2 separate regions of the Danio rerio genome follow, and region 2 is linked to region 1. A link is a contact called in public Hi-C data. All regions are on one chromosome and are shown on one strand. The core of a region is the stretch at or near the end of the contact, and the rest is flanking DNA. Distances in the headings are between cores, read along the strand shown.

The links. A called contact is a pair of places that touch in the nucleus more often than the background predicts.
Region 2: a Hi-C map of embryo shows a contact between it and region 1, with 2.7 times the contacts expected there. The contact joins the promoter of foxc1a here to the enhancer-like site in region 1. A contact is called at or near these places in 6 of 18 Hi-C or Micro-C datasets (caudal fin, embryo, hematopoietic stem cells and 1 more) and 2 of 4 datasets of contacts at active chromatin or transcription factors (caudal fin and gastrula embryo).

What each region holds. Positions count from the first base shown.
Region 1 is chr2:612,411-618,732 of GRCz12tu, reverse strand. The region is part of intron 1 of LOC141377573 (a long non-coding RNA gene); the gene reads right to left. It also overlaps a transcript of znf1014 not described here. Among named protein-coding and RNA genes, the nearest start is that of mylk4a, 91 kb to the right of the region's middle. Within about 2 kb of position 2,417, at least 4 of the 62 cell types and tissues checked have an H3K27ac peak or open chromatin away from gene starts, as enhancers often do.
Region 2 is chr2:837,612-843,933 of GRCz12tu, reverse strand. It overlaps foxc1a (forkhead box C1a), which reads left to right and starts at 2,878. Exons shown (of 1, transcript NM_131728.3): 1 at 2,878-5,057. The coding sequence starts at 3,135. The coding sequence ends at 4,565. All of the region lies in intron 1 of LOC141377579 (a long non-coding RNA gene), which reads right to left. It also overlaps a transcript of znf1014 not described here.

The DNA of each region.
Region 1 (6,322 bases), core at 1,168-3,667:
ATGAAATATGAAAGACGTGACGTGATTATTACACACTTGTGGTACAATATGAGATTTATTCAACACAAAATTAAGCAGATATACTGTATAACAGACTACTGGACTGGATGATGAAGACTTTTCACCAAAAATGCTTTTAACCAAAGATTCATGAAAATACTGTCAAAAATAAAATCTTGTTCAGTTCAGTCCATATCTGACCCAATGTTAAGATAAGATTATCCAGCACTTTTTGGAGAGCACTTATTTTTTCCAATTACTGCTCATATTTTTCATTGTAATAGTCATAATTGGGGCGGTGCGGTGGAGCAGTGGGTAGCAATATCACCTCACAGCAAGAAGGTCGCTGGTTCGAGCCTTGGCTGGGTCAGTTGACATTTCTGTGTGGAGTTTGCATGTTCTACCCTGTGTTGGTGTGGGTGTTGGTGGGGTGTTGGTGTTTGGTGCGGGAGCCGAGGCTCGAACCAGGACCTTCTTACTGTGAGGCCACAGTGGCTAACCACTGAGCCACCATGCCAGCCTATTATTATTATTACATTTTAAAAATTGCTGGGTTATTGTAACCCAATATTGGGTTGAATATGGACAAAACCAACCATTGGGTTAAGAAGTGCCATTTAAATGCGAATTGATAAAAATGAACTTGAATGTTCAGACTTTTATTTAGAATTATTTTTATTTATTAACTCTTTTTTTTCTTAGTTTTCTTTTTTCCGTTTTATTTATTTATTTGCTCTTTTGTTCTCTTTTTATATATTCATTTTTTATTCTTATAATTTTTTTATCTTTTTTTCATTTTTATTTATTAATTTGTTTATTCATTTCATTTTTTCTCTTTTCCTTTTTCCTTTATTTATTTTTATTTTTCTATTCTCTTTATTTTCTTTTTCACATTTTATTTATTTATCTATTTTTTTATTTATTCTTTTATTTCTCTTTTGTCCTTTATTTATTCATTCATAATTGTTTTCTCTTTTAGATTTTATTTATTTATTCTTTTAATTTTAATTTATTTATTTAGTTTTATATTCTCTTTATTAATTTTTTTTTTCCATTTTATTTATTCATTGGGTTAAAATTGCCATTTAAATGTAAATTAAAATGAACTTTAATGTTCAGACTTTTATGTTTTATTTCTCTATAATTTTCAATCAATTTTAACTAATTTTTCATAAAAAAAATAAATAAATAAAATAATTTTCTCTAAAACACCATAAACCCAACAATGAATTAAATATTTAACATGATCATACATGACTCGTGATGCATTCATAATTTTAGTTTGCTGTGTTTAAAATTCGCCATTCCCAGCCACCATTCATCTAAACTATATTCAAAAAGGAGCAGCTTAGACATTCTGCAAAATATCTCTTTTCCAAAATACATCTTATTTTAAAGTGTTCTCGCTGCATACTAATTATTGATAAAACAAATTATACTACTGAAGAAATTACAATTAATTTAATTGTACTACTCAGTGACTGAATGAATATTCACACTGTAAGAAGCACAGCATGAAATAATGTGAGTCTAAAAGCAGGAACAATCTGTTGAGAGTTTAGTAAGTGAATGCAGTACGCCTAAACTGACAGATTTCTACAGTCTCCATCATGATGTATTGAGTAAATGATGACAGGTTAGCTATTCTGGGACAAAATATTTGATCAACAATCAAGTTTCCTTCATATAATTTGCATGCCTACAGTAATGATGTACGCCACATGATTAAAACAAGTGCTCGTCAGTGGATTTGGTATGCATTGGATCTGCAAGGCCAGACATGTTGTTTCAGAAAATAACATACACACACACACACACACACACACACACATACTTGTATACATGGTTTACAGGGACACTGTACATACATGTTTTTGTCTCGTTTAGTCTAAATTTCTACAAATTCTGAAATCAGGAAGCATTTTCCAGACAAGCACAAAATATTGTGTTGTTTCAGAAATAATGAGTCAAAATTAAAACAAGCTAAATAATCTAGCAATGGGGGAAGAGAAATAATCTTGTTTTTCCTTTTGGCAAAAGATTATTCTGCTTACGTCATTGTCAGATTAATTTGCTTGCATTAGAATAGAAACAAGACAAAATATCCATGTAAGAAAGGCTTTTCTTCAGTGTGTAATGTATTTCATGGAGTAAAACCTGCTCATTACATGGTCTTAGCCCTAAACCTAACAATTACAGCGATCCTGTGGCTAAATACGATTGTCAAAAGACCTCATAGAGTATGATTATCAAGCATTTTGAGTTACGAGGACACAAGGTAATTCTGTAAACCACCTTAATACGTCATACACATGCCTGTAAACCATATAAACCTGCACACATACTGAGCCACTCTCGCACGTCTCTGGGTTACAGGTTAGCGAAGGTCTGTTTTCTGATGGCTGTAGCCCACATCCCCTTCCCTCATGCTGATAAAGTGCAGTGATAAGCAGTCGGCCCCGGCCCTCAGGGGCCCGAAACACACAGACACATGTCTGACAGCAGAAAAAGAGAGAAGTGCTGAGAAGTCGAGATGCAGAGAAAGAGGAGAGGATCCGTCCTTCTGCTGCAACATAACTCACGTCTGAACACTCTCAGAAAAAAGCCTTTCAACTCAATCACAGTGGAAACACGAGCGGAAGGAAATGTTGCTTTGGTGTGTTTCTGCATTGGTGGAATGACTTCCTGCTCCCGAATAAAGGACTGTTCCTCTGACAGCCTCCGTCTGGAGCCGCCCCGCAGAACAATAAGGAGCGATGAGGAGAAATAAGAAGCAATGAGGAGCAATGTGGAGAAATGAGGAGCAATTAGGGTCAATGAGGAGAAATGTGAAGGAGTGAGGAAAAATGAGGAGCAATGAGGAGAAATGAGGAGAAATGAGAAGCAATGAGGAGAAATGTGGAGCAATGAGGAGAAATGAGGAGCAATGAGGAGACATGTGGAGCAATGAGGAGACATGAGGATCAATGAGGAGAAATGTGGAGAAATGAGGAGCAATGAGGGTCAATGAGGAGAAATGTGAAAGAGTGAGGAGAAATGAGGAACAATGAGGAGCAATGAGGAGAAATGAGAGTCAATGAGGAAAAAATAGGAGAAATGTGGATCACTTAGGAGAAATGAGGGTCAATGAAGAGAAATGAGGAGCAATGAGGAGAAATGAGGAGAAATGTGAAGGAATGAGGAGAAATGAGGAGCAATGAGGAGAAATGTGGAGAAATGAGGAGCAATGAGGAGAAATGTGGAGAAATGGGGAGCAATAAAGGTCAATGAGGAGAAATGTGAAGGAGTGAGGAGAAATGAGGAGAAATGAGAGTCAATGAGGAAAAATGAGGAGAAATGTGGATCAATTAGGAGAAATGAGGGTCAATGAAGAGAAATGAGGAGAAATGAGGAGCAATGAGGAGAAATGTGAAGGAATGAGGAGCAATGAGGAGAAATGAGGATCAATGAGGAGAAATGTGGAGAAATGAGGAGCAATGAAGGTCAATGAGGACAAATGTGAAGGAATTAGGAGAAATGAGGGTCAATGAGGAGAAATGAGAAGCAATGAGGAGAAATGATGAGCAATGTGGAGCAATGAGGAGAAATGAGGAGCAATGAGGAGAAATGTGAAGGAATTAGGAGAAATGAGGGTCAATGAGGAGAAATGAGGAGCAATGATGAGAAATGAGGAGCAATGAGGAGAAATGAGGAGCAATGAGGAGAAATGAGAGTCAATGAGGAAAAATGAGGAGCAATGAGGAGAAATGAGGAGCAATGAGGAGAAATGATGAGCAATGAGGAGAAATGAGGGTCAATGAGTAGAAATGTGGATCAATTAGGAGAAATGAGGGTCAATGAGGAGAAATGAGGAGCAATGAGGACAAATGAGGAGCAATGAGGAGAAATGAGGAGCAATGAGGAGAAATGATGAGCAATGAGGAGAAATGAGGGTCAATGAGTAGAAATGTGGAGCAATGAGGAGAAATGAGGAGCAATGAGGAGAAATGAGGAGCAATGAGGAGAAATGAGGAGCAATGAGGAGAAATGTGGAGCAATGAGGACAAATGAGGAGCAATGAGGAGAAATGTGGAGCAATGAGGACAAATGAGGAGCAATAAGGAGAAATGAGGAGCAATGAGGACAAATGTGGAGCAATGAGGAGAAATGAGGAGCAATGAGGAGAAATGAGGAGCAATGAGGACAAATGTGGAGCAATGAGGAGAAATGTGGAGAAATGAGGAGCAATTAGGGTCAATGAGGAGAAATGTGAAGGAGTGAGGAAAAATGAGGAGCAATGAGGAGAAATGAGGAGAAATGAGAAGCAATGAGGAGAAATGTGGAGCAATGAGGAGAAATGAGGAGCAATGAGGAGACATGTGGAGCAATGAGGAGACATGAGGATCAATGAGGAGAAATGTGGAGAAATGAGGAGCAATGAGGGTCAATGAGGAGAAATGTGAAAGAGTGAGGAGAAATGAGGAACAATGAGGAGCAATGAGGAGAAATGAGAGTCAATGAGGAAAAAATAGGAGAAATGTGGATCACTTAGGAGAAATGAGGGTCAATGAAGAGAAATGAGGAGCAATGAGGAGAAATGAGGAGAAATGTGAAGGAATGAGGAGAAATGAGGAGCAATGAGGAGAAATGTGGAGAAATGAGGAGCAATGAGGAGAAATGTGGAGAAATGGGGAGCAATGAAGGTCAATGAGGAGAAATGTGAAGGAGTGAGGAGAAATGAGGAGAAATGAGAGTCAATGAGGAAAAATGAGGAGAAATGTGGATCAATTAGGAGAAATGAGGGTCAATGAAGAGAAATGAGGAGAAATGAGGAGCAATGAGGAGAAATGTGAAGGAATGAGGAGCAATGAGGAGAAATGAGGATCAATGAGGAGAAATGTGGAGAAATGAGGAGCAATGAAGGTCAATGAGGACAAATGTGAAGGAATTAGGAGAAATGAGGGTCAATGAGGAGAAATGAGAAGCAATGAGGAGAAATGATGAGCAATGTGGAGCAATGAGGAGAAATGAGGAGCAATGAGGAGAAATGTGAAGGAATTAGGAGAAATGAGGGTCAATGAGGAGAAATGAGGAGCAATGATGAGAAATGAGGAGCAATGAGGAGAAATGAGGAGCAATGAGGAGAAATGAGAGTCAATGAGGAAAAATGAGGAGCAATGAGGAGAAATGAGGAGCAATGAGGAGAAATGATGAGCAATGAGGAGAAATGAGGGTCAATGAGTAGAAATGTGGATCAATTAGGAGAAATGAGGGTCAATGAGGAGAAATGAGGAGCAATGAGGACAAATGAGGAGCAATGAGGAGAAATGAGGAGCAATGAGGAGAAATGATGAGCAATGAGGAGAAATGAGGGTCAATGAGTAGAAATGTGGAGCAATGAGGAGAAATGAGGAGCAATGAGGAGAAATGAGGAGCAATGAGGAGAAATGAGGAGCAATGAGGAGAAATGTGGAGCAATGAGGACAAATGAGGAGCAATGAGGAGAAATGTGGAGCAATGAGGACAAATGAGGAGCAATAAGGAGAAATGAGGAGCAATGAGGACAAATGTGGAGCAATGAGGAGAAATGAGGAGCAATGAGGAGAAATGAGGAGCAATGAGGACAAATGTGGAGCAATGAGGAGAAATGTGGAGCAATGAGGACAAATGAGGAGCAATGAGGAGAAATGAGGAGCAATGAGGACAAATGTGGAGCAATGAGGAGAAATGAGGAGCAATGAGGAGAAATGATGAGCAATGAGGAGAAATGAGGGTCAATGAGTAGAAATGTGGAGCAATGAGGAGAAATGAGGAGCAATGAGGAGAAATGAGGAGCAATGAGGAGAAATGAGGGTCAATGAGTAGAAATGTGGAGCAATGAGGAGAAATGAGGAGCAATGAAAAATAAAGAGCAGGATAAATCAGGTGCAATGAAGAAACTTTAAGAGCAATGGAGATCAATAAGGAGCAGCGAGGAGAAATGAGGAATAACAAAGACCAGTGAGAGGGTCAATGAGGAGAAATAAGGGGCAATAAAGAGAAATAAAGAGCAGTGAGGAGCGATGAGGAGACATCTCTCTCAGTGTTTCAGAAGACTGTCGACTCCTCTGCCTGTGTTTGCGTCCCACACTGGTTTGCTGTATGTTTTGGGTCTTTATGGTTTGGCCACTCAATCCATAAACACTTCTGAAAACCCAATCCACTCTTACACACATCAGTAAAGCAGACCCTCTCCGCCTGTCTGTCTGTCTGTGCATCTGTCTCTATAACATGTCAAAACGCCGAACACACACTGTCTGCTGCAGAGCCCACAGTAAATAAACATCAGGTTAATGGGGAAGAG
Region 2 (6,322 bases), core at 1,629-4,128, 220 kb before region 1:
TGAAGCGAATTGTTTGTTTATATTAGCCTGCTATATGCTAACTTGCTATAAGCGTGTATTTCTATTATATGCTATTGTTAGTGTAATAGAGTCAGCTTGAATTTAAATCATATTTGTTTTACTAATGGAGATCATCTCAAACCTAATACAACACTCTGTTTTATCTGACAGAACACGATGTAGCCTATTTTTAGGCTATTCGTCTGAAGCAATTTTGCTCTTTACAGAACAGCAAAGTGAAGTGGATTTTTGTTCTCATATTATGAAGGCATGCCGTTTCTTTGCTTCACGATTATAGTCGTGTTTTTAACAAGGCTGTTGTCGGCTTCTGCGGAGGTAGCAGGTTTAATTGGCTGGAATGGGAGTTCGGGGTGGGCAGGAGTTTGGGGTTAAGCAAGAGGCGCGCACTGAATTGTACAAATAGCCTGGGGCACAAGAAAAAGTTCATGCCCGGGTCCCTGTAAGGAGAAACCAGTGAAGTATCAGCTAGTCCATGGTCACTTAATCAGAGCGACCTGTGGGGGATTAGGAAGATATTGTGACCGCAACTTGGCCTCACAATTATCATTCACAATTAAATGTTGTGTCCCTCCCCCGATCTTCATTTCGTAAGGGATGAGTGGCCGTCTTACATTTGAAGAATTAGGGCGGATTGTTTTGATTTACTTGTAAATAGCTATACAATGCACATTATAATAAATATATAATTATATAGTTTTACTTGTTCAAACTACATAATTAAAACAAGCAAAAAACAACACAATTCTTGAGATTTCGTTGGGGCAACTTATTTTTTTATGTTCAATCCACATAAATTTGTTAAAAGAGTTAGGTTAACTTAATCGATTTGTGTTGGGACAACATTAATGAATTGTGTGGAGGTCTGCACTTTTTACAGTAGGCCCGCATGTAAAACACATATTAAATTAGTATGAATATATATTTTGTAGATTTAAAATATATATATTAGATAACAAAGGAAAGGAATTAGTAATTTATAAAATGTGCACGTCATATTTCAAAGCTTACATATTTAAAAATAATCCAAATAAAAGTGTATATGCGCTATAATCATCCTCTGCGTCGTATAAATGAATGTTTAGGGGATTGCTTTGTAAGTAAACCACTTTACGAAGCCATCGGTTTTATTGACATGCCATAAATTCGCGTAGAGGCGCTAAGGTGAAGGATGACATAATTCTCACCCGTTTGACCAACGGTGACACATGTGAGGTGTTTTGCTTTACCCATTTGTTTCTCAGGGCTTTTAATCTCGCTCGCACTTGGAGCAAACTTTCGCACCTCGGCTCTTTCTCCAGAGTCTTCTTAACTTACTTAATTCCAGCATAATGAGCTCTCTGGCCTGGATGCTGTGCTTTGATCCGCTCAGCAGTGTTGATTGAGACCGTTAACTAACAGCCCGTGTTAATAAAGAACTAGCAGTGCGACTTAAAATGCAGGAAGCCTCCGACCGGAGATTATTTACACTAAGTCCCGTATTGATTATTTGAAAACAAATGTCCTCTAAACTTACTAATAGGCTTCATGTGGTAGTGCGAAATACACGTCATTATATATGATTACCACTTGTTTTACACTGAATTAAAGTGTTTGCATAAGTTATTAATTGTATAATACATGGAGGTGAAATCTGTTTTATTCATTATATATATATATATATATATATATATATATATATATATATATATATATATATATATATATGTATATATATATATGTATATATATATATATATATATATATATATATATATATATATATATATATATATATGTATATATATATATATATATATATATATATATATGTATATATATATATGTATATATATATATATATATATATATATATATATATATATATATATATATACATATATATATATATATATATATATATATATATATGTATATATATATATGTATATATATATATATATATATATATATATATATATATACATATATATATATATATATATATATATATATATATGTATATATATATATGTATATATATATATGTATATATATATGTATATATATATATATATATATATATATATATATATATATATATATATATATATACATATATATATATATATACATATATATATATATATATATATATATATATATATATATATATATATATATATATATACATACATATATATATACATACATATATATATATACATACATATATATATATATATATATATATACATACATATATATATATACATATATATTCATACATATATATATATATATATATATACATACATATATATATATATATACATATATATACATACATATATATATATATATATACATACATATATATATATATATATATATATATATATATATATATATATATATATATATATATATACATACATATATACATAATAAAACAGATTTTACCTCTGGGTATTATACGATTAATATATATATATATATATATATATATATATATAAATAATATAAATGACGCATTAAGTAGCTATTATTAAATGATTAAGGCACACGATATATATTAATATAACATTTCAAATGCTGTATTTTAATCTTGTCATTAAAATATTTATGTTTTGCTGCTTAACCTCGCTGTATGGCTGTAGTTTGCGGAGAAACTATGGTTCTTTAGCGTCTGGAGAAGTGTGTGTTTGGCCAGGGTGGGCTGGGACGTCCCAACACCTCTCGTTTTTCTTCAACCTTGTGTGTGGCCGCTTGCTTGCACGGCCCGACCTCCCATTGGACAGCTTAGATATTATTGGGAGGAGTCTTACTGGCAGCAAAAGGGGAAAAGTATTGAAGTGCGCAAAAACTATTATGTAGTGACCGATGCTTAGCGTTTAGAAGTTTTCCGATGCGCGCTCCGAGAGAAAGAGGTGGCCAGTACGCGAGTCTTATCAACACCCGGTGCAATAGTCCGGTTTTGTAAATACGGTGGACTCTGTGGTGGATTCCCATTCCCAGATTCAGAGGAGGCGCATTTCAAGCAGGATTGTGTGTGTGTGTGTGTGTCTGTGTGTGGATTGCTTCAGTCTTCTTGACGACTGTTCTTCGCCAGCTGTACGCCGTTTTGGAGAGCAGTCATGCAGGCGCGCTATTCCGTCTCCAGTCCCAACTCGCTGGGAGTTGTGCCGTACATCAGCAGCGACCAAAGTTATTACCGAGCCGCCGCCGGAGGGGGGTACACCGGCATGCCAGCCCCCATGACCATGTACTCTCACGCGGCCCACGACCAGTACCCCGCCAGCATGGCGAGGGCATATGGGCCATACACTCCACAGCCGCAGCCTAAGGATATGGTGAAACCCCCGTACAGCTACATTGCGCTCATCACAATGGCAATCCAGAACTCCCCGGACAAAAAGGTGACCCTTAATGGTATTTATCAGTTCATCATGGAGCGCTTTCCCTTTTACAGAGACAACAAGCAGGGCTGGCAGAACAGCATCCGGCATAATTTATCCCTGAACGAGTGCTTTGTCAAAGTTCCACGCGATGATAAGAAACCCGGAAAAGGCAGCTACTGGACCCTCGACCCGGACTCGTATAATATGTTTGAGAACGGCAGCTTTTTGAGGCGACGACGGCGATTTAAAAAGAAGGACGCCATGAAGGACAAGGAGGACCGAGGTGTTAAAGAGGCGCCGTCCCGCCAGGCGCAGCCGCAGGCCCGCGAGCAGGAGCAGTCGGTGCCTGGCTCTCAGCCCGTGCGCATTCAGGACATTAAAACCGAGAACGGCACGTCCACTCCTCCGCAGGCTGTTTCGCCCACGCTAAGCACCGTCCCGAAGATCGAGAGCCCCGACAGCAGCAGCAGCATGTCGAGCGGCAGCCCGCACAGCATCCCTTCCACCCGCTCCCTCAGCCTGGACAGCGCTGGAGAGCAGCACCACCAGGCCCCCGCGCAGGGCTTCAGCGTGGACAACATCATGACCTCCCTCCGCGGATCGCCGCACAGCTCCGGAGAGCTCACCCCGTCTCTCGTGGCTCCCTCGCGGACAGGTATAACACCCACGTTGTCCCTGAATTATTCTCCCAATCAGTCGTCCGTGTACAGCTCGCCCTGCAGCCAGAACTCTATCTCGACTACCTCCAACGCCACCTATCACTGCAACATGCAGGCCATGAGCTTGTACGCGGGCGGAGATCGCTCGGGCCACTTGGGGACCACCGCTACCACCGTGGACGAAACTCTGCCTGATTACTCGATCACGACCACCACGTCGTCGTTGAGCCACGGGAATCTGAGCTCGGCCCAGGAGGGCCACCATCCGCACCAAGGGCGCCTCGCCTCATGGTACCTGAACCAGGCCGGAGACATTGGCCATCTAGGCGCGACGTACCCAGCGCAGCAGCAGAACTTCCATTCGGTTCGAGAGATGTTCGAATCGCAGAGAATCGGTCTGAATAATTCGCCGGTAAACGGGAATAACAGCTGTCAAATGTCGTTTCCCCCGAGCCAGCCCATTTACCGCACGTCGGGGGCTTTTGTGTATGACTGCAGCAAATTTTGACCAAACCAGTATTTCGATTAATTTTTATTTTTGTCTTGTTGTTCTTGATTTTTCCTCCGTTCTTTTCGTCGATACTGACAGACGCTGATATTTACTACCCCGTGGTGGACTGAACAGAAACACAAACGCGAGTCAGACACTTGATCTTGGTTTGTTAAGGGCTGTGTTACTCCCAATAACACGTAAGTTTTCTTCGTTTTTGTGAGCTATATGCTGGGCTGTGTTGAAATGCGTCAGACGTTTATGGACTTGTTATTAAGTGTAAATTGCATATAGTAATTTATTTCTAAAGTGTAGTCGGATATTATGGACCAAACACCAGAACGTGTTTCTAAATTGAACTTCATTCATTGTCCAAATGTTCCATTATTATAACAAGGGACGGAACATGTATAACGCCATATTCTTTCAAACTATCTCCTTTTGTTGAAACAGTATTCTGAAGGAACTGCATTGTTTGTTTAATAAATTGCCATGCTATTTGAGTTAAAATTAGGCTACGCCTGATTTCTTAAACCCATGCCAAGAACAGACATGTGTGCGGCTAGTGGAGTAATAATGCACAATAACTTGAAAACGGTTCCAATTACCGAAATAAATGATCCAAATAAGCGCGTCTAGATGATTGGAGTTTACTGCGGCACACTTGAACGATCGTCTTATCTTAAAATGACCCAGACCGCACGCGTAGAAATGAATACACACCGATCACGCACATTGATTCATGTGCAAATAATCAGCTGTTACGCATGCAAATTGCAAATCTTTCAGCTTTTTAGGGAAATGTGCAATGCTAAATATGCATTCATGAGTTCTGCTAGCCACTGCCTTGTGGGATTTTTTCAATCATTTATACCCATATGTAGCCATTTATATAATTTTAGTGTTCGTATAATGCAGGAACCTAATACAGTATTTTCCCTAATAATTAATGCATTGATTAAAATGTTTAAAGTGTGACTGATTTACATTTAAATAATCAAATTAAGACTATTGTTTTTGTTAGTTTACAAATGTTGCTTGTTAATAGTATTTGTAATAAATTAGACTCAATTATATTTAATTTTATAAACAGTAACTTATCGCTTTATTTTTTTTAAGTAAAAAGTGATTAGTTTTAACACCAATAAAAGTCATCCTAAAGGTTTAGCCCGTATGCTGATAACTATAATGCTTTTAACAATGCAGTAAATAGCAATAAAACCAAAGTTTGTCGTGCATAACTATTTATATTTTAGTTGCTGTAAGTGTGCGACGTGTTTTTGATGATTTGCTCTTACGCAACTCAGTGTGCCAGACGTGCACTGTCTGTCATCATCCTGACCTGAGGCCTTTGGTAACAGTCTCTCAGTCATTGTAATTCACCGCGTGTGTTCAGTGTCCACGTGTTTACTTGCGCATAGCTTGGTTAATATCATACCAGACATGCCAAAGATGCCCAAAATCACCACTGGAGGATTGGACATGAGTTATAGAAGGCGCAGCGCTTGCGCTTCATAAATAAGAAACGCATATTCAGAAAAGGGCCTGGTAAAATCACTAAAGCAAGAGTTGTAGATTGTATTCCTGCAATTTATTTAAACAAGTCGAAACGTGTGAATTAAAAAACGTGATGCATATTTTTATATAGAAGCCCTGTTTAGACCTGAGGGGGACAAAAAAGCGAGTTGGAGTTTTTATATTCTAATTAATTTTAAATGTGTAGATGTAGACACCATAAGCACGAAATGATCAAACAATGCAAATAAAAATAAAAT